Linked DNA regions of Mus musculus: all the other regions are linked to region 5. Evidence: chromatin contacts called from public Hi-C, HiChIP or PLAC-seq and promoter capture Hi-C data. All regions are on one chromosome and are shown on one strand. The core of a region is the stretch at or near the end of the contact, and the rest is flanking DNA. Distances in the headings are between cores, read along the strand shown.

Region 1 (3,938 bases), core at 443-2,942, 1.2 Mb after region 5:
AGCCCCGCCCTCTTAAGTGGGCGTGGCGTCGAGCCCTCCGACCAATCGGCAGCTTTATCTGAGGTCGTGCGCCCCAGCGGCCCGCCCATTTCCGTGAATCCTCAACCGGTTGCTGGCAGGGGAACGCCGCTGCGGCGACCCGCCGTCACGTGATGAGGCCTGTCCTTTCAGGCGGCGCCGCCTCAGGAGCAGCGAGCGGAGGCCAATTGCTGGCCGGCCTCGCGGTCCACGTGACGTGAGACCTGGCGACCCGCGCTGTCGCTGCGTCAGGCTGGGGCCGGGGAGTTGTCCTGAGCTCCGGAGTGTGCCTAGTAACAGCCCCCCTCCCTCCCCGCGCTGACAGGCAGCCTTGGGTGGGGACAGTTCCCCCCACCCCCCGCCACCGCCCTTGCGTTAGCACCGAGCTGAGAAGCCAGCTGTCCCTGGGTAGGGGGCAGTGATCAGGCAGGCTCAGACCTGGCACTGCCGTGGCTGGGAGAGGAAAGACACCTTTTCAAAGCACTGGGTGACACCTGTAAATGGGCTAGTGGGTGATGGAAGATACCCAGAGCCCAAAGCTTCGGACAGAGGCTGACAAATGAGTGGAGAGGAGAAATGAGAGTTGCAAGTTAGAGTTCAGAGTGTGACCCTGTTCTTTCCCCCTTGCTGACTCTTCTCCCCAGGACTGGCCCACCTCTCGGTCTTGGGTCTCCTTACCTTCATCCATTCCCCCAAGGAACCAGGACCTGCCCTACATAACCTCCCTGGAGCCTAAACACATCCAGTGACCCAAAAATGGAGAGGGGACCAGTGAGAGGACAGAGAAGAGGGTGGAGACAGCAGGAAAAAGGGCCCTGCCGCCCAAATATTAGCCCTCCCTCCAAGGTCTGGGGTCCTTGGCATGGGTGGCTCCTGTTAGGCTTCTGCATTTTCTTGAGTTGGGGGGGGGGTTCTCAGAGATCCTTGTGTGTGTAGGTGAGGGGTTGGGGGTCCAATATTTGGGTCCTGTGGGGGTGGGGGTCCAATATTTGGGCCCTTCCTAGGGTCTGGGTTACCTGGGGAGTTGTTTCAGGAAATTGAACCTCGCAATCGGTCACTAACTCACATCTTTCAGATGTAATGTATTTTAGATCTCTATGTGGTCATCTTCATCTTTGGGTCAGCCGAATGTCTCCTCCTTCATCCCCAAGTTTGCAGTTTCTTTGAGATACGAATGTGGGGTTTCTTACCTCTAGCTAGATTCTAAAATTTAATTCTGGCCTGGGGCACTTTCTAATATTGGCTTCATCTTTTTCTTTGGGTCTAGGTCTCTGTTTTGGGTCTCCCAAACTACAAGTCCAGGGTTCGAATAAGATTAACATGGGTCTGGAGAACCTTGCTGACACTAGAGTCTCATATTCTGGTCCCTGACTCCTTTCTTTAATTTAGGGGGTGGGGTCTGAGCTCAGAGGTCTCTTTCCTTCTAGATTTGGATCTGTGAGACCCAATTTGTTGAGTATGGAGGTGGGGGGGGGGTGAGGTGGTGAGTATCTTTCTCTGGGTCTGGGGTCTGTCTGAGGGTCTTGGGTCAGCTTCTACGGGACTTCCCTGGTGTGTATGAGTCAGGGGTCCCTCGTTCTCTCCTTTTCCGGGTCTCCCTGGGTAGGGGTGGGGGCTGCAGTCTCTCCCTCCTCCTCCTGCTCTCTCTTCTCTAGCTCGCTTCCCCCGCCCCCCCTCTCTCTGCTGCCGCTGCTGCCGTTGGCTCTTATTCTCCTCCTCCTCCTCCTCTCTCCTCCTCTCTGCTCCTCTCCGCTCCTCTCTCCTCCTCTCTCCTCCTCCTCCTCCTCCTCCACCTCCTCCTTCTCCCCCTTTCTCTCCCCCTCTTTCTCTCTTCTTTTTCTCCCCCCGTCCCCCCGCCCCCTCCCCCTCAGGCCTGATGAGCAGGTCTCGAGCCTCCATCCATCGGGGGAGCATCCCCGCGATGTCCTATGCCCCCTTCAGAGGTACGGTGGTGGTAAGGGGAGGGGAGGGCCAAATGGGGGGGCAAGAGGGGGAGGGGCAGCGGGCGGGGGAGGGCCGGGGCCACCGAGGGGAAGGAGCGGCTGAAATGGAGGGAGAGGGGAGGGTCGGGAAGGCAGAGGTGGGAACAGTGGGAAAGGAGGGATTAGAGGCATAGGGGTAGGATAGAGGGGCTGGGACACGGGCCTTTTCAAGGGGGCTGAGGGGAAGATGATGGAGGGGAAAGCGCGTCAGAAAGGGATGAGAAGGGAGGACTGAGTTTGGGGAAAGGCTGCAGAAATGGTTTGGATTTGGGAGCAGAGTGAGGAAGAAATTACCAAGGAAGTAGAGGCATGGTCTTGGGAGAGGGTAGGGGGGAAATGAAAACACAGGCGGCATGAGAGACCAAGAAGGTGGGAAGGGAATTTGGTGAGGGGCTCAGGGTGGTAGGACTTAGGAAAAGAGAGGAGGATGGAGGGAGGGAAGGGGCCAGATGGAGAAAGAAGGTGGCAGTGGGGGGGTGTGGGGGGTCCAGATGGAGGGAAGAGAGGAGAGAGAAAAAGGATTGGGGGAGGGGACACCAGAGAAGGGGGAGGATCAAGTGGTTTTTTTTTTTTTGGTTTGGGGGGGGGGATGCAAGTAAGATTGAGGGGTGGGGACAAGGGCCAGATAAAAATCCTGAGGGTAACTGGCCCTCATTAGGACTCTGGAGAAGTGAGATGCAATCCCTGAGTCTCATTTGCTTTCTTAATCGCTTTGACCCCTTCCCCCACCCCACCTCTTCTTTCCAGTCCCCCTCCCTGCCTCTGCTGTCCATCACTTATATCTTTCCCCCCATATGGTGTCCGTTTCTTATATGAGTCCCCCTTCTGTTCTTCCCCTGTATTGGTCCCTATCTCATATCTCTTCTCTTTCCCTCCCTCTCTTCTAATAACTACCTTAATACACCACTGCTGCTCCTGGGCCCCGTGTCTCAGATCCCCTGACAGGTCTCTCTCACTCCCTCTGCCCCATGTTGGCTGAAACCTTCTGGTCCATTCCCTTGCCCTAGGCAAGCAACCACCATCTTTACCATCTTCCTTTTCTCTTAGGTTCACGCTGTTACTTGTCCCTCAGCTCACCCTCTGTTTCCTATCCCACTTCCCATCTTGTCACATGGTCTGTGCTTATTTCCTCTTATTCCCCAACCTGGTGATTCCTCTCTTCTTGTCCCCTCTGCTTCCTGGGGTGATAGAGATTGGGGGGGGGGGTTACCAAAACACAGGTTTTGATCGTTGGAACAGGGCTCTAAGGAATTCCCCCATCTTGGACCCTTGTGGAACTTCTCATTCCAGTAAAAATTTCCCATTTCCCTGTCCTCTGCCATGTTCCATTGCTTCCTAGGGTCATTAGTATTCTTAACTATAGAATCTCTCTGTGTGTGTGTGTGTGTGTGTGTGTGTGTGTGTGTGTGTGTTGTACCTAAGCTAAGATTCCCTGTGTCCCTTTCCTGTTCCCAGTAGAACAGTGTCCCTTGAGGTCTATCCTGCTTGCCCAGCTGCAGCCTAGAGCAGCTCCTCTGTTGTGTTTTGGTTATATGTATTAACAGATTTTTCCCCTGGATACACCATGCGTTGAGATGTACTAGGCCTCAAGTGTTTGTGATCTAAGTTATGGAAGGTTGTTGTTGCTATTGTTGTGCTGGGGCTTTGAATCCTAGTGGGGTTTTTTTTGTTGTTGTTGGTTTTTGAGTTTTTTGTTGTCATTATTGTTTTGGTTTTTTTCCCCGACCACTGAGCTATAATGACCAACCCTGTCAGTGACCTTTGATATTTAGAAAATATGAGTAGAGTTTCCAAGAAAGCATCGAGACAGTGAAATTTTGAAAGCATTGTGAGGTCTAGGCACAATTCCCAGGTGTTTATCTTTCTGTCTGACCTGCAATTTGGGTAAATTTGAGAATGGTGGCCATCATCAGTAAGGGGATGGAGTTTCCTAAAGTT
Region 2 (3,838 bases), core at 194-2,693, 1.2 Mb after region 5:
TGCTCTTCCTGGTACCTTGTAATCCCAGGCCAGCAGGGCCAGGGGACGCTGACTTCATCCACATCTCTCTCTCTCAAAATAATAATAGTAATAATAACACCACCCTGGAGGCTTACTGTTAGAGAGCAGGAAGAGTCTCAGAAAAGCCCTCCACAGCCAGTGCTGCCCTGGCCCACCTGGCCCCCATCCAAGTCGCCTTGACTTCCCATTATGTCCACTGGCTGGGCCCAGGATGCATGTTCCTCACAACCGACCACTAGGCTGTACCTAGAATCATTCTGGGGGAGGACTGTCCGTGTCCTGGTACAGCAGGGAGTATCAACCGTATAATTTCTGTCTCTGTTCATGACCTTGACCCTCCCCTCCTTCCACATAAAAGTCCAGGGCCACCAGAACCGGGCAGGAAGGGGCGCTTCTGATGTATAGCCAGAGGCCCTGTGTGAACCATGCCTGCAGCTTCCCTTTCAGAACCTCCCAGGGAAGCCACATCAAGGCCTCCCTCCTCACCGGGTTGCCGATGGAGGTTTCTGCCCCACCCTGGGCCAGAATTGCCCAGGATTAGGACGGTGGGATTTGGCACTGGCTGCCCGTGTACCTGAATGACTCTGCTCCAGATGTGGGATGGCTCAGCCGTGCAAAGACGAAGACCCCGAAGGGCTTGCTGGCTGCTTCCAGGGGCCAAGGTTTCAGGCCTGACTGGCAGGAACTGGTATCAGTGGATTCATGGTGCTGGATGCCGCCTCGGGTTGCCTCTTGGCCCAGGAAACCTCGCGACTTTGTGACCATAGAGGAGGTCCCAGCTCCCGGCAATGACCAGCTCCCTCTAGAGGAAGTTCTCGGTGGCCGCCGGATGCAGGCGCTCAGGGAGGCTGCTGCTTAGGGGAAGGTCCTCGGCCGGGCTTGGAAGCAGCTACAGCCTCCCCTGCCTGCCCTGTCCCAGCCAAGGGGAAAAGCGTTCTGTTTTCTGCCTTTCCTGTCTCTGATTCCCGGGCCTCCTCTTCCATCTTCTCCCTCTAGTGAAAAGCAAACCACAGACAACAACAAAAACCAGGATGAGCTGACCTGCAGTCCCAGCGTTCAAGAGGCTGAAGCAGGAGGATCATGAAATAGAGGCCAGCCTGTGCTACTAACACCCTAAAAGAGAGGAGGAGGAGGGGGAAGGGGAGGAAGAAGAGGAGGAGGAGGGGCAGCTCAGAATTTGTGCTGTCCTAGATCCCTGCAGCCTGGCAGCTGCAGGGACTGATCTCAAACCCAGAGTAAACAGGAGTTTATGGATAGACAGGAGCATATGATGTCCTGTTCTCAGCGTGTGCACCCTCCTCCCCCCCCCCCCCGGCCGCCCTATCTGCCTTCAGCCAGGCTTCCACAGCCTGTGGGTGCTGTTGTGTTATGTCTCACCATCCCTCAATCTCCAGCCTTCCTCTGAGACCTGCTGAGCTGGACCCTGGCTAGCTCCCTCTACCCCTCTACCCGCTTTCCTTCCAGTAGACCCCCCCCCACCAGCCTCCAGTTATAGCCTCCCCCCACCCCCACCTCCTCTTTGCCTTCTAGAACTTCTGGAAGTTTCCAACTGGAGGTTTCTGCTAGCAGTTGGTCCTGGGCTGGCTGCCATGGCTTCTCCCTGAGTCGGGGTCCCACTCAGGATGGCAGCCCCGGCGCGGACCCCTCGGTCACGGATCTTAGGCTGCTCCTCCATGCTGCGCTTTCTCCGAAACCTGGTGGGGAGTAAGGGCGGTTCTAAGAGCACTAACAAGCCCCTGACCAGGAGCCAGCCCAGCTCCTCATGGGAGCAAGATGTTGTCTCCCCAATGATGGGCCACCAGGGAGGTCGTGGGAGGAAGGAGCCCCGGGCCAAGGTCCACTCTGCAGCTTCCTCTAATGGGAAGAGGGAGCCCCCGCCCAGGGTTCTCTCTGCAGCTCCCTCCAACCCGAGGCATGATGCCTTTGAGCTGGGCACTGGGGACTCAGGGTCCCAGACCCTCACCTCCAAGGATGTCCCGAAGCTAAGGGCCCAGGGTGTTGAGGTAACATCAGTTCCTCTCAGAGGAACCTGGGAGGTTCTGGAGCAGCTACCTGAGAAGAAAGGAGAGGAGGAGGAGCCAGTAGGGGAGGTCTCCGGGGCCTCAGACAGGTGAGGGGCTGGTGCTGCTGGTGCTAGGGCTGGTGGGGTAGCCTGATCTAGCTAGAACAGAAGGAGGATGCAGGCATGAGGGCCATGACTAGAAGCCCACAGCTGTAATGGGCTGGGGTAAGGGGTCCTGAATAGTGAAAGCCATGAGGGACAGTTAAGGGTCCCAAGGGAGGGAGGGTCAGCAAACAGGGCTGTGTGAGGAGTGGCTGGGAACTGAGGTGTGGCTTCAGAGTGGAGTACCGCCTGCCTAGCACGGTCCAGGCCTGGGTTTAGTCCCCAGCACAACAAAACACATTGGTGGCACACATCTTTCATCCCAGCACTCAGGAGGCAGAGGCAGGCAGATCTCTGCATTTGAGGCCAGCCTGGTCTACAGCTAGGGCCACACCGAGGGGTATCTTGTCTTGAAAAAACAAAGAACAACCAAAGAAAATATCCTAGAGGCTAGGAAGGGTGCACTAGAGTCTGGACAGAAGTACGCTGAAGTAGGCTCTGCTCCAGCCTGTACCCCTACTTTCCTGCCTGGCTTTCTCTCCCACTGGTCTTAGCAGCAGTTCCCTGTCTGGAAGGTGCCTAGCTCCCCACATCCTATGTCCCCCAGAGGTGGTAGGGAAACCCCTCTGTTAGCTATCCCAGGGAACAGAGCAGGTCCGTGGAGAGACTCAAGGTAGAGTCAGGCCACATTTGTGGGTGTCCCCTGACCCCACCTGACTGTGGCTTTGGGTTTAGGGAGCATTTTGGCCAGGCCCTGGAGACAGAACAAGGATGCTTACAGTGGGTTCCGGGACCACTGGCGCTCACCCCTGGGGCCTTCATCAAGGAGGAAGAGGATGAACACTGCCCAATTGAGTTTGGTAAGGATGCAGGTGGGAGGGGCAGAGGGGAGGGGAGCAGAAATGGATGCCTCTCCTCTAAGACTTCTGGGGGTGGGGGTGGGGCAGGAGCCCAGCAGGGCATGAGGCAGAATCTGAGGTTGGAACCCCACTTGCTCCACGCCGTGTCATGTGACAGAGGAGCATTGCTGGGTATCTCTGCCTACTCTCCTCACCCATAAAATGGACATGGGCAACAAGGGCCTCTGAGGCATCTAAAGATCAGTGAGGTATCAAGGGCTAGATGAAGGCTGAGCACACAGTAGGGCCTGGTACACAGTAGGCACCGTGCTGCGACTCATTCTAATCCCAGCACTTAAAGGGGCCCAAGAGAACTGAGTTCAAGCCTAGCCCAGCTTCTTCAAGGTGCTGTGCTGCAGGATATTTGATCACACCATGAACCCCAAGATTGTTTTATTTACTGAGCTTTAAAAAAACCTGGTTCTGGTTGTGGTGTGACTCAGTTGTAGCACACATCTTTAATCCCTCTGGCTGGGATACAGACAACACCTTAGTACATACCTTTACTCCCTCTGAGTGCAATACAGACATATCCTCAGCACAGGCCTTTACTCCCAAACAGTGAAGGTAAAGTGAGTTTGTAGAAGGAAGCAGCCATGTTTGAAAGTGATGTCTCATTGAGTGGCAGACAAAGTGATGAATCAGAGAAAGATTTGACAGAATGGGATCTGCCCAACTCAGAGAAGAGAGAAGAAAGGGAAGCTACTTGAGGGGCAGTGGAGAGAGAGAAGGAGGCATTTTTAACTGGGAGAGTTGTGCAGAGACAGGTTGAAGAGAGAACAAGCCAGACTGAAGTGAAGACAGACAGACAGAC
Region 3 (3,675 bases), core at 969-3,468, 1.2 Mb after region 5:
GGGGACAGACCCTCACCCCCACACTGGGGGTGTGGCACCTCCAAACTTTCAACTTCAGGGTGATTTTTTAGCAGTAACCAGAGCTGACAATCTATAACTCCCCTCTACCACCCCATTTTGGCCTCCCCTGCCCCCCCTTGTTATGGGGAGGGGACCCCGGGTGAGGGGGCCCTATTACCCCTTGATTTCTCAGGAGCGTCTGGGGGGGCTCAGCACGCACAAACTCCTTCTCCTCTTTCCACTCTTACATTAACTCTCCCCACCCAGAACCCAGATGGGGTGGAGGGGGCCACCGGGGCAGGGAGGGGGCGGCAAGGGGGGAATGGGAGTTGCCTCCCCTTCTTCCCACACCTGATCTGCTCTTGGCTGGTCCCAGAGCGGGGTGAGGGGGCTTATGCCCCCCCCTCCCCCAGTGTGTTGGGTGGGGTGGAATTGAGGTTTGGATGAGGGGGTTAGGGTATAGGAGGCCATGTGTGTTGGGTTGTGGAGGGACAGACTAGCTGATCTGCCCTACCCTGACATGCAGCCAGCCCTCTACCCCTTCCCTCTCTTGTCTCTACTCCCATGGGGAGGGGGGAACTTACTCTAGGAAAAGCCATGTCTCTCTCCCCCAGGATGGGGGGACCTGTGTTGGAGGATGGGTGTTTGGGGGCCCCCTTACATGACTCTGTCCCCTGGGGGAGGTAGGACAGGGCTGGGCTTCCCTCTCACCCTCACCCTCACCCAGTCTCCCTCCCTCCCGCCAGCTCCATGCTTTTTCGGTGTTTTTCTGTACATAGCTCTCTGGCGGTATAGGGGAGGTAGGATGGATGGGGTTTGGGGTGGGTAGGCCATGGAAGGGGAGAAACCCCTCCCGGGTACCCCCTCTTCTCTGACTGCTGCCCCCTACCCAGCCTTGTCTCTTCACTCCTTGCGTTTGGTATTGAGAATTCTTCCCAGACTCCAGACTCGATCTTTCTTTTGTATGGACAGCTCTCCTTCGGTCTAACCCTCTACATACACCCACCCAGCCGGGGCCAAATTTATACTTATATAAAAGTTGTAAATATGTGAAATTTTATCCCATGCCCTTTCCTCTGCTTTCCCCATCAGGCCTTACCCTTGAACCTCCTCCCTCCTCTTTGGCTGTTGTAATTATCTGGGGTTTGTACTGTACATAATTGGGGAGGGGGGCTGGGAGGCGACCCCTCTGTACAGAGCTTCCTGGCTCCCTAGCCCCACCCCTCACTTCCCTCCCCACCCACCACCTTAAGAGTAGGGAGAAGATCTTCTTACTCTTTTTTTTTTTTTTTTTTTTTGCTGTTTGTTTACTCGTTCTCCTTCCTGCCCCTGCTCCCAGACTCTTGGTCCCCCACCACTGCCCCCCCTTTTCTCCCACTCCCAGGCCCATTTCCTTTTTTTTTTTTTCTTTTCTTTTCTGGAGTGTGTGGTGAAACAGAAAAATCATGTTTAATAAACGGAGATTGTTCTTTTATCACTGGGCTGACTTTTATTTATTTTTGGATTTTCAAGACAGAGAGTCTCCTTGTGTGGCTCTGGCTGGCCTGGAACTCTGTAGACCAGGGTGGCCTTGATTGAACTCAAGAGATCTGCCTGCCCCTGCCTCCAAAGTGCTGGGACTAAGTGCTGCCTCCCCCGGCGTTGGGCCGACTTTTTAGCCCGGGGTCTCCAGAACGACCTGAAGGGTGACAGGGACTACTTTTGGAAAGAACAGTCCTCTTACATTACACACTATACCACCCAGTCAGGAGAACAATATATACCGCAGGGTCTTCCTGGTGAAACTCACACTCCCGCTCTCTCTCCGCCGCAGCACTGGACTCGCTTTAGCGCCCCAAAGACTCCAAGTGCAGGGTCTGTGCAAGACCCTCTTGACTTAGGGCTTAATTGTGAGGACGCTCCTCTGCGAAATGGAGGAAAGGACCCAGGTCCTCAGCAAGCGTGCGCTCCAGACTTCAGACCCGGTTGTCCCGCGTGCACGCGGAGGGCAGCAGCACCTACCTCGCGCGGCGGGACGAGGGAAGCAAGCCTTACTGCGGAGCCCGTGGCTCCCCTCACTGCTACTCCAGAACTGAGGGAACCGCCTTCCACTTCCGCCGCCCTCCCCAAGCCCCGGCCCTCCGTCCGCACAGCCAATGAGGAGACGGCTTGTAGGCTGCCGCTCTCCCATTGGCTGCAGAACTGGTCCCGCCCTCCGTGCCTGGCCGCATTGGCGTCCGGCGGAACTGCGGTAGCTTCCGGCCGGCCAGGCGCACTGGCGGTTGAGGTGCTCCGACGCGGTCGCGCGTGCGGTGGGGGCGTGTCGGTGGGACGTCGCGGGGCCGGAGCTCACTGAGCCGGCCGGAGCGAGCACGGTGAGGAGGGGCGAGCGGTGGCGGAGGGCGACCGGAGCCGGCGAGGTGGGGCGCCATCCCTTCCCTCCTTAGCTTCCGCTGGGCCTGGAGGTGTAAACCCTGGTGTTTTGTTGGGTTTCCTGGTGGGCGGAACTAATATACAGAAGCTTGTCACCGAAGAGTTTTCAAGGGTCGGTGGCGAGCGGCTTGAGACAGGTCTCATACCCCGAACTTGTGTGACCCCAGTCTCTTTCCTCCGCAGCCTTCACCCCGTATAGAACCCTGCACTGCCCGACTCCCCGGGATTTATTTCTCTTCCCGAGGTAGCCATGGATGCTTCGACTCCTTTGCCTCCCGCATCCTCATCTCCGAGATGCAACCCAGCCCCACAGACAATCCACATTGAGTTCCCTCATCATAGCTCTTCGCTGCTGGAATCCCTGAACCGCCACAGGCTGGAGGGAAAGTTCTGTGATGTGTCCCTCCTGGTTCAGGGCAGGGAACTTAGGGCTCACAAAGCAGTGTTGGCTGCTGCCTCTCCTTACTTCCATGACAAGCTGCTTTTGGGGGATGCGCCCCGACTGACTTTACCGAATGTCATCGAGGCCGATGCGTTCGAGGGACTGCTTCAGCTCATTTATTCAGGAAGCCTCCACCTGCCGCTGGATGCCCTCCCTGCCCATCTCCTTGTAGCCAGCGGCCTTCAGATGTGGCAAGTGGTAGATCGGTGCTCAGAGATTCTTCGAGAACTAGAAACGTCTGGTGGGATTTCAGCCGGTGGAAGAGCCTCCAGCCTCACACTTATTTCCACAACATCTTCAGGAGGCTGGTGCATTCGCTCTTCCCCTTTCCAGAACCCAGTACGCTCCTCTGCTTCTACAGAGAATTCTGTTCTCCCTGAGAGCCCCGCTGGAGGGGAGGGGAGTGAACTAGAAGGAATGTTACAGATTCAGGTGAAAGTAGAGGAGGAAGAGGAGCAGGGGTCAGCAGCTCCACTCTTTCAGACTCCTCAGCCGGAGAGAGTGTCGGGAGGGGTTTCCCAAGCTTGTGGATCCCACCCATTGCCTACACCTGCTCTTCCCAGCAAGCCTTCAGAGGATGAGAGCTCAACAGTAGATCCTCCTGCCCCTCCTGTACAAGCTTCCCAAATCTTATATGTGAATCAGGAAAACGTTGAGTGTAAGGAGGAGATAGCAAGAGGCACAAAGGAAAAGACCAAAGTACTATCTGGAGAGGACTCTGAGGAGAAGGAGGAGCTGAGATACTTGCTGTCCTCAGGAGGAGGGGAATCGTCTGGGGCAGGAGATCCATCGTGGAAACCAGTGGATCTTCATGGGAATGA
Region 4 (4,058 bases), core at 549-3,048, 1.2 Mb before region 5:
TCTCTAGAGCCTGCAGTGGGCATGACTCTCTACAGCCTGCAGTGGGCATGCACTACTCCAGCAGTGCAGCTGAGGCAAACCCACCTCCTCAAGCTTCTTAGTTTTTGCCACATCACAGATCTGCCCTATCATTCGGATGCGATTGTTGAGGCCGCATTCACCACTCAGTTCCTAGAGAAGAGAAAAGAGGAAAAGGGCTGAGCTTTTAAAAAGAGGTCTTCTTACCCACTGGCCATAAACCACCTAACGTTGTTCTGCATTTCCCCTGTAAACCAATGGGGTTTCTTTCCTCTCTCTGTTTTTTTTTCTCTCTCTCTCTCCCTCCCTCGCTCCATCCCTTCCTCTGTCTCTCCAGCGTTTCTCTGTGTATCTCTGGCTGTACTGAACTTCCCCAGTGCTGGGCAGGATTAGCAGCATACACCAACCACCACCATCACCCAGCATTTTGTTTTGTTGTGTTTGGTTTGGTTTTTTAAGGCTGGATCTCGAGGCTGGTGAGATAGCTCAGTGGTTAAGAGCACTGACTGCTCTTCCAGAGGTCCTGAGTTCAATTCCCAGTAACCACATGGTGGCTCACAACCATCTGTGATGGGATCTGATGCCCTCTTCTGGTGTGTCATCTACAGTGTGTGTGTGTGTGTGTGTGTGTGTGTGTGTGTGTGTGTGTGTGTGTGTGTATGTTAAATAAATAAATCTTTTTTTAAAAGTTCCTAAAAAGAAAGGGTGGATCTCCAATTTAAAAAAGGAAACGAACATCTTTGAGGAGAGGAGGACCCAGTCTCACTACTGTAGCTCAGGTGGGTTACAATTATGTTGCCTCCAACTTCATAATCCTATCTCCTCTGCCTCTCACGTGCTGAGAGAGTACAGGGCATCTATCTACCATAACACTAAACAAAATAAGTTTTCATACAACACCTAACTTCTAAGGCAAGTGTGCTAAAGCAGGACACCAAGATCCTGAGGACAGGCATATATCTGTCTCCACAGTACTGGGGACAGCAGCCCTATGCAGATGGTTACCAGCAACCCATCTCCCACAGAACCCAATGACAGACAAACCCAGCCTTCCTAGCCTTTGTGCTGGGCTAGCCAAGACATTGGCCACTCACTCACTCTCAAGATTTCCGATGTGATGATAAACTCAGTCTGTTTGCCTTCTGCACACCTGGGATTTGGCCTCGATGTTCCCAATCCCAACAGTATCTTGAACTTCTCCTTCAAGCCGGAATCTTTGCTTGTTGGTTTGGCCATGGTGGGCAGGGCAGTACTAGAGAACTGCTCTGTGTAGAAATAAACATATTATTTGATACACCCCAGGAAAGGTTCTCCCTTCTGCCCTCGAGGCGAACCTCCAGAATCCTAGGTCAAGGGTAGGCAATAACCTGTCCTTCCTACAGCCTCTGGGGCAACTCAACTCCATGCAGGAGGAACTCAGCCACAAATCAACTCCGGAGGTATAGGCTTACTCTAGCGACCCGCCTGTTGATTGCCATTAGTTCTCCCTAGGTTAAGGAGGAGCTGTCGCGTGAATAGATGCAGAGGCCCGCTCACATTCGCAATGGAGGGCTTGAAGCGCTAGGACTTGTCAGCGGTGGGAGCGGCGGAGGATTGGAATCAGAACGACCAATTCCCCTCACCCCATCGCGACGCGACCACACAAACCATCGCAACCCGCCCCAGCAGTCAGAGCCTCCAGGGCTACTCACCCCGCGCGCGCCTTTCGCGCGCAGGTCCTCCTGCACCCAGGGAAGGGCGCACACCCCCGGCCCAGGGCAGCTGCCGGAAGCGCAACCCGTACTTCCGGGGGCGAGGCTTTGCTGACTATTTGCGTTGAGCTCTCTGGGAATTGTAGTTTCGCGTGCGCGTTGAGCAAGTGGTGGGATCGCGGGGCTGCTCGGAGGAGTAGTTTACAGCCCAGGCATGAACTCAGGGGTGCGGATGGTGACTCGCAGTCGGAGCCGCGCGACTAGGATCGCGTCGGAAGGGTGTAGGGAGGAGCTCGCCCCGCGAGAGGCTGCTGCAGGTAGCTCTGCGCCTGCAGGCGTTTTGGAGGAAAGGAGGAACGTGGAACTTTGGCTCCAGGCTTGCGTCCCGGGCCGCAGCATCTGACCTAAACTCTAGGCGCCGCGGAGTAGGCAGCTGCCTTGAATCTTGAATTGAAGCTACGCTTAAATCTCACGTGGCCCCACTTCTAGCTTCTTCCAAGGGTCTGGGACCCGCAGGGTCTGCAGGGTCCGTAAGACTGGGTTCTGGATGTATTCATCCACCCTTATCGCCAGTGAAAAGTTTTAGTCCAACCAGCCTAGCTTAGGACATTCACTTGCTCCAGGCTGTCCGTGGGACACAGCTCTGTTCTCAGAGCTGCCTCCCTCTCTTGTAGGGCCAGGCTGTGTGCCAAGAACACACCCAGCTAGAAGTCTTCTCTCCCAGCTGGACGGTGGTTCTGAAAGAAAACAGGCCCAGAGAGAAAACAGGAAAGGGCATGGCACTCATTGTGTTTGTCCTGTAGCCATTAAGGGCCTACTATGTGCCAACTAGTGGTACTCAGGGAGTAATTATCAGCCCGTCCCCGCCTGGGACTTAGACATAAGTGGCTAGAGCAGGAGTGTGCGTAGGCAGCAATGGTCTCCCAGAATCGGTTCAGTAGTAGAGATCCGCTGGGATCCAGGCTGAGGCTTGGCAAGGGCCAAGGGCCACAGAAAGTGTTGATACTGTTAAGGCAGCAAATGTTTTATAGTAGTAGAGTTTGGAGCTCATCCTAAATGCAACGATTTCTGAAAGGGGAGTTGCACTGTCCAGTTTGGGTGTGAAGAGAGAGGTTCTCTTGAATGTAACTCAAAGGACTTGGGACAAAGGAGAGAGGTTATATTATCCTAGAGGCTGTTACTAGTGTCGGTGTGCTAACAGGCACTTTGTCAGACTGTCATGTACTGTTGTGACAAGGGCAGAGCACAGCACTTCTGTACACATCGTGGTAGATAATGGACAGTTAGTTGCACAAACAAGTGTGGGGATGTGGATTGGCAGGTAAGCAGCACCCTTCCCCCACCCTCATATAAAACCCACTCCAAAGACTGAATGGCACTTTTTTGCAGAAGGAAGAAAAAGCCACAGGCCCGTGAGACATCCACGGAGAACACAGAAAACGCATGTGGCCTATGAAGCGGCTAATGGTGAGGAAGGCGAAGATGCTGAGCCCCTCAAAGTGCCCGTTTGGGAGCCCCAGAACTGGCAGCAGCAACTGGCCAACATCCGCATCATGAGAAGCAAGAAGGATGCACCTGTGGACCAGCTAGGCGCCGAGCACTGCTATGATGCAAGTGCCTCCCCGAAGGTATGCAACACCTCCGCCTATCCAGCAAGGTGCTTACTTCCTTTTAGGTCTCTACCAGAAAAAGAGCAAGACCTGCCAGCTCTCCCTGCTGCCATACAGGAGGATACATACATACATACATACATACATACATACCCAGGAAGATGCGCTCCTCCCATAACCTTAGAACATGTACAACGTACATCACCTGTCAATCATTGTGGCCACCGTGCATGGCAGAGTGTCTGAGACTTGAAGCCTCATGCACAGTGGTGGTGCATTTGGGAACATCCAATAATGCAGGAGAAGCAGACTCCCTTACATTGTGTTGGTTCCTTAGACTAACCATAGGGCTAACTACCTTCGGATCCTGGTATCCTGAGTATCTCTAACTCTGGCCCTTCTTGTCTATAAAATGAGTAGTGTTACACTGTAACAGTAGCAGCTAGCTATGGTCTAATATCCATCCCATACAAGGTATGATTCCAAGCAATTCATCCAAGCTTCGGCTACTCTATAGAAGTATGTGACAAGACAGATGGGTAAGGGACTTGACTGGGACCCGTCCTTGCACAAGCAGGTGAGGAGGTACCAGGTACTCCTGTCGCTGATGCTCTCCAGCCAGACCAAAGACCAGGTCACAGCAGGTGCTATGCAACGGCTCCGGGCCCGGGGCTTGACTGTGGAGAGCATCCTGCAGACCGATGATGACACGCTAGGCAGACTCATCTACCCTGTGGGC
Region 5 (3,909 bases), core at 445-2,944:
AAGAGAGGGAGCCCAGTGAACACACATTTGTCCCAGGCCAAAGAGGAGCCAGGCACTCCTGCCCCTGACCCACCCAGGCCCACACCACCTTTACCAAAGCAGGACAGGTACAAAGGCATGGGTTAAATATCTGAAGGAAGTCCAGTGCCAAGCAAGTGGACCCCACAGGAAGCGAAGGCTCACCGTCTCGGGTGGAAGGGTACCCAGAGTCTTGGCCAAGCTCTGGTACATCTGCTGGGCAGTGTCCTCCAGGTGCCAGCCACAGCCTGCCACTGACAGAGCATCCCCTAGGGAGCAGAGAGGGTCAGATGGGGGTAGGGAGGGCACAGTGGAATTGGGTAGGTAGATGAATCCAGGCTGCACGGTACCAGAGAAGAGGGCTGGTGAGTCCGGGCAGTCATCCTCCCACAGGAAGTAGCTCATGTGGCCAGAGGTGTGGCCTGGCGTCAAGAGGCATCGCACGTGGATGGCCCCAAACTGTGATGGTGAGGCATTAGACCTGTGAGGGCCACTGGGCAGGACCGGACCAGGCCCCTCCCCACCCCTTCTGCGTACATGCTCACCTGAAGCCCTTCTCCATGTTCCAGCCTTCGGGTTAGAGCGCAAATGCGCTCATCTGCTCCCAAGACAGCCAATCCTGGCAGAATGTGTGCCAGCTCCGCATTTCCACGTGTGTGGTCCCTGTGAAAGTGTGGTAGACTGACTGGTCAAGTCAGCGTGCTAATGGAAGAGTCTGCTTTAGGGCTCAGCACACACCCTCTTTACTTACCAGTGATGATGGGTGGACAGCACCATGGTCAGAGACACTCCCTCGCGACCCGCAATCTCCAGCAACTGGGAAGAATTAAGTTAAGAGTGCTGCAGACGTCCAGGTGGGCCACCCACCCCATACTTGCGCACTAGTGCAGATACTTAATTCCATAGGCAGGCCCTGGACCCAGGGCAGCAAAGGTTAGGGGAGAGATCGGGCAGACAATTACAATAACTGGGGAACTTCAAACATCAAAGTAGTCATACTTCAGGGGATCCCAAAGATAATATATCAAATGACTTGAAAAATAAGGGGGTCCGGTCTGCTCCGGGAGTCCCCTGATGGCATCCTTTGTCCTCACCCTCTCGGCCACAGCCACGTCTATAGCTACGGCCTCCCGCGTGTGTTCCTCAATGATCAGGTACATGTAGTTGTCTTCAAGTACCGGGATGACTTTGACCTTCATGGTCGCAGACCTCAGCCAGTCTGCACTTTTTCAACCTAGTGAATCCCTTCTCCTGAGTTGCACGAGCCGGGTCAGCCACACACACACTGGGAGCACAAAGGAAGAGTTGCTCCACTTTCCAGAGGAACTGCTTCAGTTCCAAGCTCCAAGACTCAGGGGCTGCCTGCCCTGCTCACCTCAGACCCTGCCCATTGTCCCAGCTTCAACTTCCCCAAAAGCTACACTGCAATGCGGATTCCTTCCAGCTCCGCTCCTGGTACAGTAGGCCCCGCCTTCCTCAGCAGACCCCGCCTCTCTTAACTGCACTAGGATACCAGACCTGGGTGGACCTCGTTCCCTGCTGTTCCCCTCACTCGCACAAGAGCCGCCGATCTAGTCCTGGAGTGTGGCCGCTGCCCACCGCGACATCACCACTTCCCTGTCGCGATCCTGAAAGAGTACTGCGGAGACCTGATGGACGACGGCTGGAACTGCGCATGCGCAGAAGGGACCTCACGCACCGGTTGAGCACAGTGGCACAGTGCGCATGCTCCAATTCAACCTCAGGCAAGAGCACCTCCTAAAGTTAGCCTTTCTGGTTTCCAGGCTGAGCTAGCTCCCGCGGTCCACTACCCATGATTATGCCCACTTCTCACAGAGGGTGATGGTGTGTGTCCAGCTCGTTCTCTTGTTAGTGTGAGTTCAACTGACACAGGAAGATATAGAGTGATTCTCAACCTATGGGTCAAGACACCTAAAAAAGTGAAAGGGATTGGGGCTGGAGAGATGGCTCAGCGATTAAGAGCACTGACTGCTCTTCCAGAGGTCTTTGAGGTCAGAAACCACATGGTAGCTCACAGCCATCTGTAATGAAATCTGATGCCTTCTTCTGATGTATCTGAAGATAGCTAGTGTACTTATATATAATAAATAAGTCTTTAAAAAAAAAACTGGGGGGTTGGGGATTTATCTCAGTTGTAGGGCGCTTGCTCCTAGCAAGCGCAAGGCCCTGGGTTCAGTCCTCAGCGCTGGAAAAAAAAAAAATTGGGAGGGATTGCTTAAGACCATTGGAAAACACAGATACTTACATTACATTTCACAACAGTATCAAAATTACAATTTGAAATAGCAATGAAAAAAATTTTATGGTTGGAGGCCTCCACATGAGGAACTGTATTAAAGGGTCTCAGCATTAGGAAGGTTGAGAACACCACTGGAAATAGTTACAAATCCCTAAGGGACAACATCCTTATATGGCATCCCATATAAAGACAAATAGTGTCTGCAACTGCAGATACAGGTTTGGCCGCTGTCATGCACTCCTTGATCCAGCCGGCCTGCAAGAAAGAGAGCTCTTGTCTGTTTTTGCCATGAGGAGAAAGGATGCCATTTGTGGATACCACTCTTCCTAACCACTACACTGCCTTGCCCTTCCGTGTAGGCAGGAGAGGTAGTCTCTAAGATCAACAGAGGCCTTGGCAACACTGACAACACTTCCAGCAAGAGTCAGGAAGCAAGCCACTATCAGATGGATCAGAGGCCAGAACTTCTTTCCTCTATGGAGTATGTGGCATCTCCAGACCCCAAGCCAGGGGTCCCACTTCGAGTTGCAGAGAACGTGAGTCCTCCCAAGACACTGATGTTTTCTTGGAGTCCTTCCTTTTCTTAAATGACTGGAAGGGATTAAGTCCCTGGATCCTGTGTCTGTTCCTGCCCAGGGAAGGGGCTGTCCTGGCTCAGGAGGCCTAGGTGTGGTGTGGTGGTACCTTCTCAGGTTGCTCCAGGAGCTGAGGACTGGCTGCCAAGTGCTTCTGGGCACCTAGCCTGGGCCACTAGCCTGGAGACAGAGCATCAGACACATCTGGAGCTGAGTGAAGAACAGCGGTTGCAGGTGGATGTGATGTAGGGCTGTAGGGTTGTGGTAGGAGCCAAGAGCCTAAGAAGCCACTGGCAGCATCTCTCACCCTGGTTACCCACAGATTTCTAAGGAGCTAGTTGATCTGCAGATTGCAACCCACCACCTGCGCGAACAGCATGAAGCTGAAGTCTTTGAGCTGAGGAGGGAAGTGAGTAGCCAAGCGAGCTATGTGTGTTCATTCAGGAACAGAGTACACACCTGGGACAAGCGCCATTAGGGGTTCAGGTGCCTGAGAGTGAGCCTATACTTTTGTGTCTGTGGACCTCTACCTGGCTCCTGTCTATGTGCTCCTGCATGTGTCCAGGTGAGTATCTACTTGCTCCAGGTGGTCCGGCAGTTAGCGGGACCCCAGGTTACCCTGGATCTCCACAGATTCTTCGACTGGAAAGTCGGGTGCTAGAGCTAGAACTGCATGGAAATGGTGCCTGCCAGGGACATAAAGTCCAACCAATGGCCAATCTGGGGCAACACCAGGTGCCACCATTAGAGGTGAGTGGAGAACCCCAGGCCTAAATACCACAGATTCTTAAGTTACCATGAGTATTGACTGGGCTGAGAACCTGCACAGGGACAGTAAAACGGGTGTCTGCTGCTCCCTCCCCTCCCCTCTCTTCCCATCTGTCCACGAAGGTTCAGCCTGCGAAAGGCAGGCTCTCTGAGCCTGAGCAGCATGAAGATCGTCAATGCACAGCCACCTAGCACAGGGGCCTGCGGTGAGTCTGGTGGCTGTCTTTTTCACCCTGCAGCCTCCAGGAGGCCAGCAGAAGCTGCAGGAGGAACTGAAATGGCTTCTGG
Region 6 (3,786 bases), core at 988-3,487, 1.0 Mb before region 5:
TACATACAGGGTTGGGCGTGGTGGCACATGCCTTTAATCACAGCACTAGGAAGGCAGAAGCAGGCGGATTTCTGAGTTGGAGGCGAGCCTGGTCTACAAAGTGAGTTCCAGGACAGCTAGGGCTACACAGAGAAACCCTGTCTCGAAAAACAAAAAACAACAAAAACAACAACAAAATACATACAGCATTTCATGTAACCCAGGTTGGGCTCCAGCTCCCTATATGGCTGAGAATGATCTTGAAAATTCTCCTCTTCCTTTCCTTTTTTTAAAAAGAAAGATTTATTTATTATGTATACAGTGTTCTGGGAAAAGATTTACTATGTATACAGTGTTCTGCTGCATGTAGCAGGCCAGAAGAGGGCACCAGATCTCATTACAGTGGTTGTGAGCCACCATGTGTTTGCTGAGAATTGAACCCAGGACCTCTGGAAGGACAGTCAGTGAGCCATCTCTCTAGCCTCTGATTCTCCTTTTTCTACCATCTGAGTGCTGAGAGCTTATGCCACGATACCCTGTTTTGTTGTTTTTATGTATAGCACTGGCTATCCTGGAACTTGCTTTGTAAACCAGGGTGGCCTTGAACTCAAACAATCCTCCATCTTCTGCCTCCCAAGTGCTGAGATTAAAGGTGTGTCAGTACCACTCGGCTAAAGCCGTTTATTAAGGTAGTGCTCAGGATGGAACACAGGGTCTCATGCTAGTCTAGAATGTTTCAAACTGAGCTCTCTAGTGAGGCTCTCTCTGGTACCCAAGCTGGCCTTCAACTCAAAGTGATCTCATATCCCCCTCTCAAGTGCTGGATTTACGAGTGTATACCACCGTGCTCAGCAAACCCAAACTTCTGAGCATCAGTGTGCCCACAAAAAGGCATATTGTTAAATGAGATGACACAGGAAAGATACTTAGTATTCAGTTGAGATGTTACTGCCCCCTGAGGAGTGACCCAGTGGGAAGGTATTGTCCCTGCACCCTGGGGTCTGCGCATAGGGCTCCCTCCCACTACAGCCTCCTAACTTGGCTGCCCTGTTCCTGGCTTGGTGTGGTCTGTCTCCCTGTAGGGTGGCTTCCCCCACTATGGGGAAGTGAACAATGACTTCATCATGTTAAAGGGCTGCATTGCAGGTACCAAGAAGCGAGTGATCACTCTGAGAAAGGTCAGTGCTGCTTGGCAAGCTGGGGAGTGGACTCCAGTGGCCTGTTCTGTCCTTTAGCGTGCTCTGTGGTGGGTTGTGTGGTGGGAGAGTAAAGGAAGGGGGTCTGGCAAGAGCGAGGGATTGACTGAGTCCTCCTTGGTGTGAACTGGAGGTCACAGGAGGAGTCGGGGCCCTCTGTCCTTGACATCTCTTCTCTCTTGGATACCCAGTCCCTTCTGGTGCACCACAGCCGCAGGGCCCTGGAGAATATTGAGCTCAAGTTCATTGACACCACTTCTAAGTTTGGCCACGGATGTTTTCAGACAGCGCAGGAGAAGAGGGCCTTCATGGTGAGCTAGTCCCACTTGTTCCAGAGAGGAACTAGAAGAAGGGGCCTTTTTAGCAAACCAGTAGAGCAGGCCCTAGGTGGCCCTGGCACTGGCCGTAGGTAGTATTTCTTGACTGACTCTCCTGACTAACTCTCATCTTGTCTCCTCACCTTAACCAGGGTCCCCAAAAGAAACATCTGGAGAAAGAGAAGCCGGAGACCTTGGGAAACATGTAAGATGTCTGGAATGGAGCACACCTGGGATGTAGCACTCTTGCTATCTGTCCGGTCCTTTTTGTTCAATAAAGTCCTGAGGCAACTCTCTCTGTCTGTCTCTGTGTGTCTGTCTCTCTTCCACATTCCCTGGGAGGCTTGATGTAGATCTTAAGCCTGGGTCGGAGGTTGGGTGATCCCAGACGCGGGCGCAAGGTTTAGCGCCAGATAAGAGGGCTATAGATACAGCTGGGTAGATGCGCCTCCACGCCAGTTGCACAATGGTATTAGTAGTAGCTACCATTGGCTAGTACCAATGTTTATAGCCTAGCCGCTGTACTGGAGCTTAGCATAGGTTTGGCCTTCATCTTAACAGCTAAGCTTCCTGGGAGCGGCTCCCTGGGCGGGGCCTTCTAGAGGCGGAAGTAAGGACGTGATCTCTGGGTAAACTTGGCTGGATGGGTGGGGTTTAGGGCCTATGGGAGGAGAGACTCCTTGAGGGCGGGGCTGCTAGGAGGCGGCCGTGGGGAATCCAAGAGTGACTGGTCCCCTCTAGGGGCGGGGCTTATGGCGAATCGGAAAGTGATTGGTTATTGGGACTGGGTCGGGTTTGAGTCCAGATCTTAGGGTTTTACCCGGACCTGGCTGGGAGCTTTTGCCTGTCCCGTCGCGACCATGTCGTTCTGCAGCTTCTTCGGAGGCGAGGTTTTCCAGAATCACTTCGAGCCAGGTACACCCCGTGGCATTAAAGCATACATTGCCTCCTGGGGAGCTGTGGAGTTCCCGAACCGGGACTGGGCTAGTGTGGTTGCCGAGGAGAAGCGAGCCTGGGAAAAAAGAACTTGGAGGAGGGGAGCTGGGTGGCCAGGGCATTCTGGAGCAGGAGGACTTGAGAGGAGAAGGGACATTCCGGTAGACTCTGTTCTCGAGGGGGACAGGCCTTGAACTTCAAATGTAGATCTCTCTGGGGGATTCTCTGGGCCAGATGCGTAAGGGTGATGCCACCGGATGGTGTCAGAGTGGTCTGAACTTTAGAGCGGAATGATGGTGGTATGTGGTCCAAGGTCAGTGTTGGAATTTGCCCTGACAATGTACCCCCTCGCCCACCCCACCCCCCCGCCTGCAACCCCTGATTTGCTTGGATGAGCGGACAAGCTCTGCACTTGCTGTTCAATCCGGAATGTGCTGTCCCAGATGTCTCTCCGTCCTCTGCGTTGGTTGTCAATGGGTTCTTGCCAGCATAAATGAAGTTTGACCAGTACTGTGAGAGACGTTGCTTGGCTCCCTTCTTGCTGGGTTCTGCTGATCTGGACTAATTTGGTAAAAACTATGGCACTGGCGTTCCAGGGGCAGGATCTGTTTGTTAGATGTCAGTCCTCTAGAGGGCAGGGCTGTGACAATGGGCACCTCTATAAGCCAGTTGTTGTAATACAGGGTTGCTGGGAAGAGACCTCCCTTGAATTCTTTTTGGCTACAACACTCCAGTTGCCCTCAGGCTACCCTGGCAAGCTAGACACTCACTCAGTTTTGCTTCCTCTCCAGTTCCTGATACAGGTTGAAAGAACAGTTCAGACTCCAGGGTGTCTGTCCTCAAGTGGTGGGTGACCGATGATTCAGTACCCTGCAGGTTCCCATTTTTAAGTCTTTCAAACAGTTATGTAATTCAGTTTTGCAACCATCCTTACCCCTTCCACTCATGTGATCTTTTGGGGACAGGTTGAAACCTTTCTTCCCAGCTGCTGTTTTCTGGGGTTCCCTATTTGGCTTGGAAGACTGTCCTCTAGGGCCAGTCTGTTCCTAAGACCGGAGCTGATATCCATGGTATCCAAGACTGTTGACTAGCAGAGATGCCCACTTGAGAAAGAGGACCAAGTGGTTACACTGGCAGTTAGGAGCCCTACTGTGTGGAGCTTGTCTAAGGGTAAAGGGAGGCCACTATCCGACTTCTGGGAGTTTTCTCTTGGCCACGTACTGTATTGTGTGTCTGCAGCACTGGCTTCCATTGTCTTGTCTGTAAGTGAAAATGTTATCTAGGTGTGGTGGTTCATTTGTAATGCCAGGGGATAGGAGGCTCAGGCAGAAGGATTGCCTGAAATTTGAGGTCAGCCT

What was found. Promoter capture Hi-C pulls out the DNA fragments that hold promoters and counts their contacts. Hi-C and Micro-C count contacts between places; a contact is called where the count stands out from the background. HiChIP or PLAC-seq counts read pairs in DNA pulled down with a chosen protein or histone mark. Capture Hi-C pulls out chosen DNA fragments and counts their contacts.
Region 1: a contact with region 5 is called in a Hi-C map of B cells, with 8 read pairs. The contact joins the promoter of Syngap1 here to the promoter of Haghl in region 5. A contact is called at or near these places in 2 of 39 promoter capture datasets (liver and pre-B cells) and 1 of 484 Hi-C or Micro-C datasets (B cells).
Region 2: a promoter capture Hi-C map of pancreatic islet shows a contact between it and region 5. The contact joins the promoter of Ggnbp1 here to the promoter of Haghl in region 5. A contact is called at or near these places in 2 of 39 promoter capture datasets (the SN4741 cell line and liver) and 1 of 9 other capture datasets (pancreatic islet).
Region 3: a FOXA1 HiChIP or PLAC-seq map of pancreatic cancer cells shows a contact between it and region 5. The contact joins the promoter of Zbtb9 here to the promoter of Haghl in region 5. A contact is called at or near these places in 5 of 39 promoter capture datasets (erythroid cells, hippocampal neurons, liver and 2 more), 1 of 115 datasets of contacts at active chromatin or transcription factors (pancreatic cancer cells) and 1 of 9 other capture datasets (adipose tissue).
Region 4: a contact with region 5 is called in a promoter capture Hi-C map of hippocampal neurons, with 2.7 times the contacts expected there. The contact joins the promoter of Tsc2 here to the promoter of Haghl in region 5. A contact is called at or near these places in 3 of 39 promoter capture datasets (hippocampal neurons, liver and pre-B cells).
Region 6: a contact with region 5 is called in a promoter capture Hi-C map of pre-B cells, with 4 times the contacts expected there. The contact joins the promoter of Msrb1 here to the promoter of Haghl in region 5. A contact is called at or near these places in 10 of 39 promoter capture datasets (the 3T3-L1 cell line, the HPC-7 cell line, embryonic stem cells and 5 more), 2 of 484 Hi-C or Micro-C datasets (B cells and pro-B cells), 7 of 115 datasets of contacts at active chromatin or transcription factors (T-cell acute lymphoblastic leukemia, astrocytes, embryonic limb bud and 3 more) and 3 of 9 other capture datasets (adipose tissue, liver and macrophages).

What each region holds. Positions count from the first base shown.
Region 1 is chr17:26,939,558-26,943,495 of GRCm38.p6, forward strand. Syngap1 (synaptic Ras GTPase activating protein 1 homolog (rat)) reads left to right here and starts at 1,693. Exons shown (of 19, transcript NM_001281491.2): 1 at 1,693-1,961. The coding sequence starts at 1,895. It also overlaps a transcript of Cuta not described here.
Region 2 is chr17:27,027,816-27,031,653 of GRCm38.p6, forward strand. Ggnbp1 (gametogenetin binding protein 1) reads left to right here and starts at 1,444. Exons shown (of 6, transcript NM_027544.2): 1 at 1,444-2,131; 2 at 2,861-2,985. The coding sequence starts at 1,644. It overlaps Bak1 (BCL2-antagonist/killer 1), which reads right to left and starts at 812. Exons shown (of 6, transcript NM_007523.3): 1 at 596-812.
Region 3 is chr17:26,970,961-26,974,635 of GRCm38.p6, forward strand. Zbtb9 (zinc finger and BTB domain containing 9) reads left to right here and starts at 2,219. Exons shown (of 2, transcript NM_001005916.2): 1 at 2,219-2,354; 2 at 2,596-3,675. The coding sequence starts at 2,663. Syngap1 (synaptic Ras GTPase activating protein 1 homolog (rat)) reads left to right here. Exons shown (of 19, transcript NM_001281491.2): 19 at 1-1,474.
Region 4 is chr17:24,630,829-24,634,886 of GRCm38.p6, forward strand. It overlaps Tsc2 (TSC complex subunit 2), which reads right to left and starts at 1,799. Exons shown (of 42, transcript NM_001286713.1): 1 at 1,710-1,799; 2 at 1,117-1,283; 3 at 85-171. The coding sequence starts at 1,254. Nthl1 (nth (endonuclease III)-like 1 (E.coli)) reads left to right here and starts at 1,854. Exons shown (of 6, transcript NM_008743.2): 1 at 1,854-2,026; 2 at 3,099-3,337; 3 at 3,897-4,058. The coding sequence starts at 1,924.
Region 5 is chr17:25,783,892-25,787,800 of GRCm38.p6, forward strand. Haghl (hydroxyacylglutathione hydrolase-like) reads right to left here and starts at 1,695. Exons shown (of 9, transcript NM_001271433.1): 1 at 1,537-1,695; 2 at 1,113-1,303; 3 at 770-834; 4 at 564-681; 5 at 369-477; 6 at 184-287. The coding sequence starts at 1,217. It overlaps Ccdc78 (coiled-coil domain containing 78), which reads left to right and starts at 2,689. Exons shown (of 13, transcript NM_001165929.1): 1 at 2,689-2,814; 2 at 2,971-3,087; 3 at 3,176-3,262; 4 at 3,487-3,603; 5 at 3,861-3,909. The coding sequence starts at 2,725.
Region 6 is chr17:24,734,356-24,738,141 of GRCm38.p6, forward strand. Msrb1 (methionine sulfoxide reductase B1) reads left to right here and starts at 2,238. Exons shown (of 5, transcript NM_013759.3): 1 at 2,238-2,407. The coding sequence starts at 2,353. Rpl3l (ribosomal protein L3-like) reads left to right here. Exons shown (of 10, transcript NM_001163945.2): 8 at 1,062-1,157; 9 at 1,367-1,486; 10 at 1,645-1,788. The coding sequence ends at 1,701.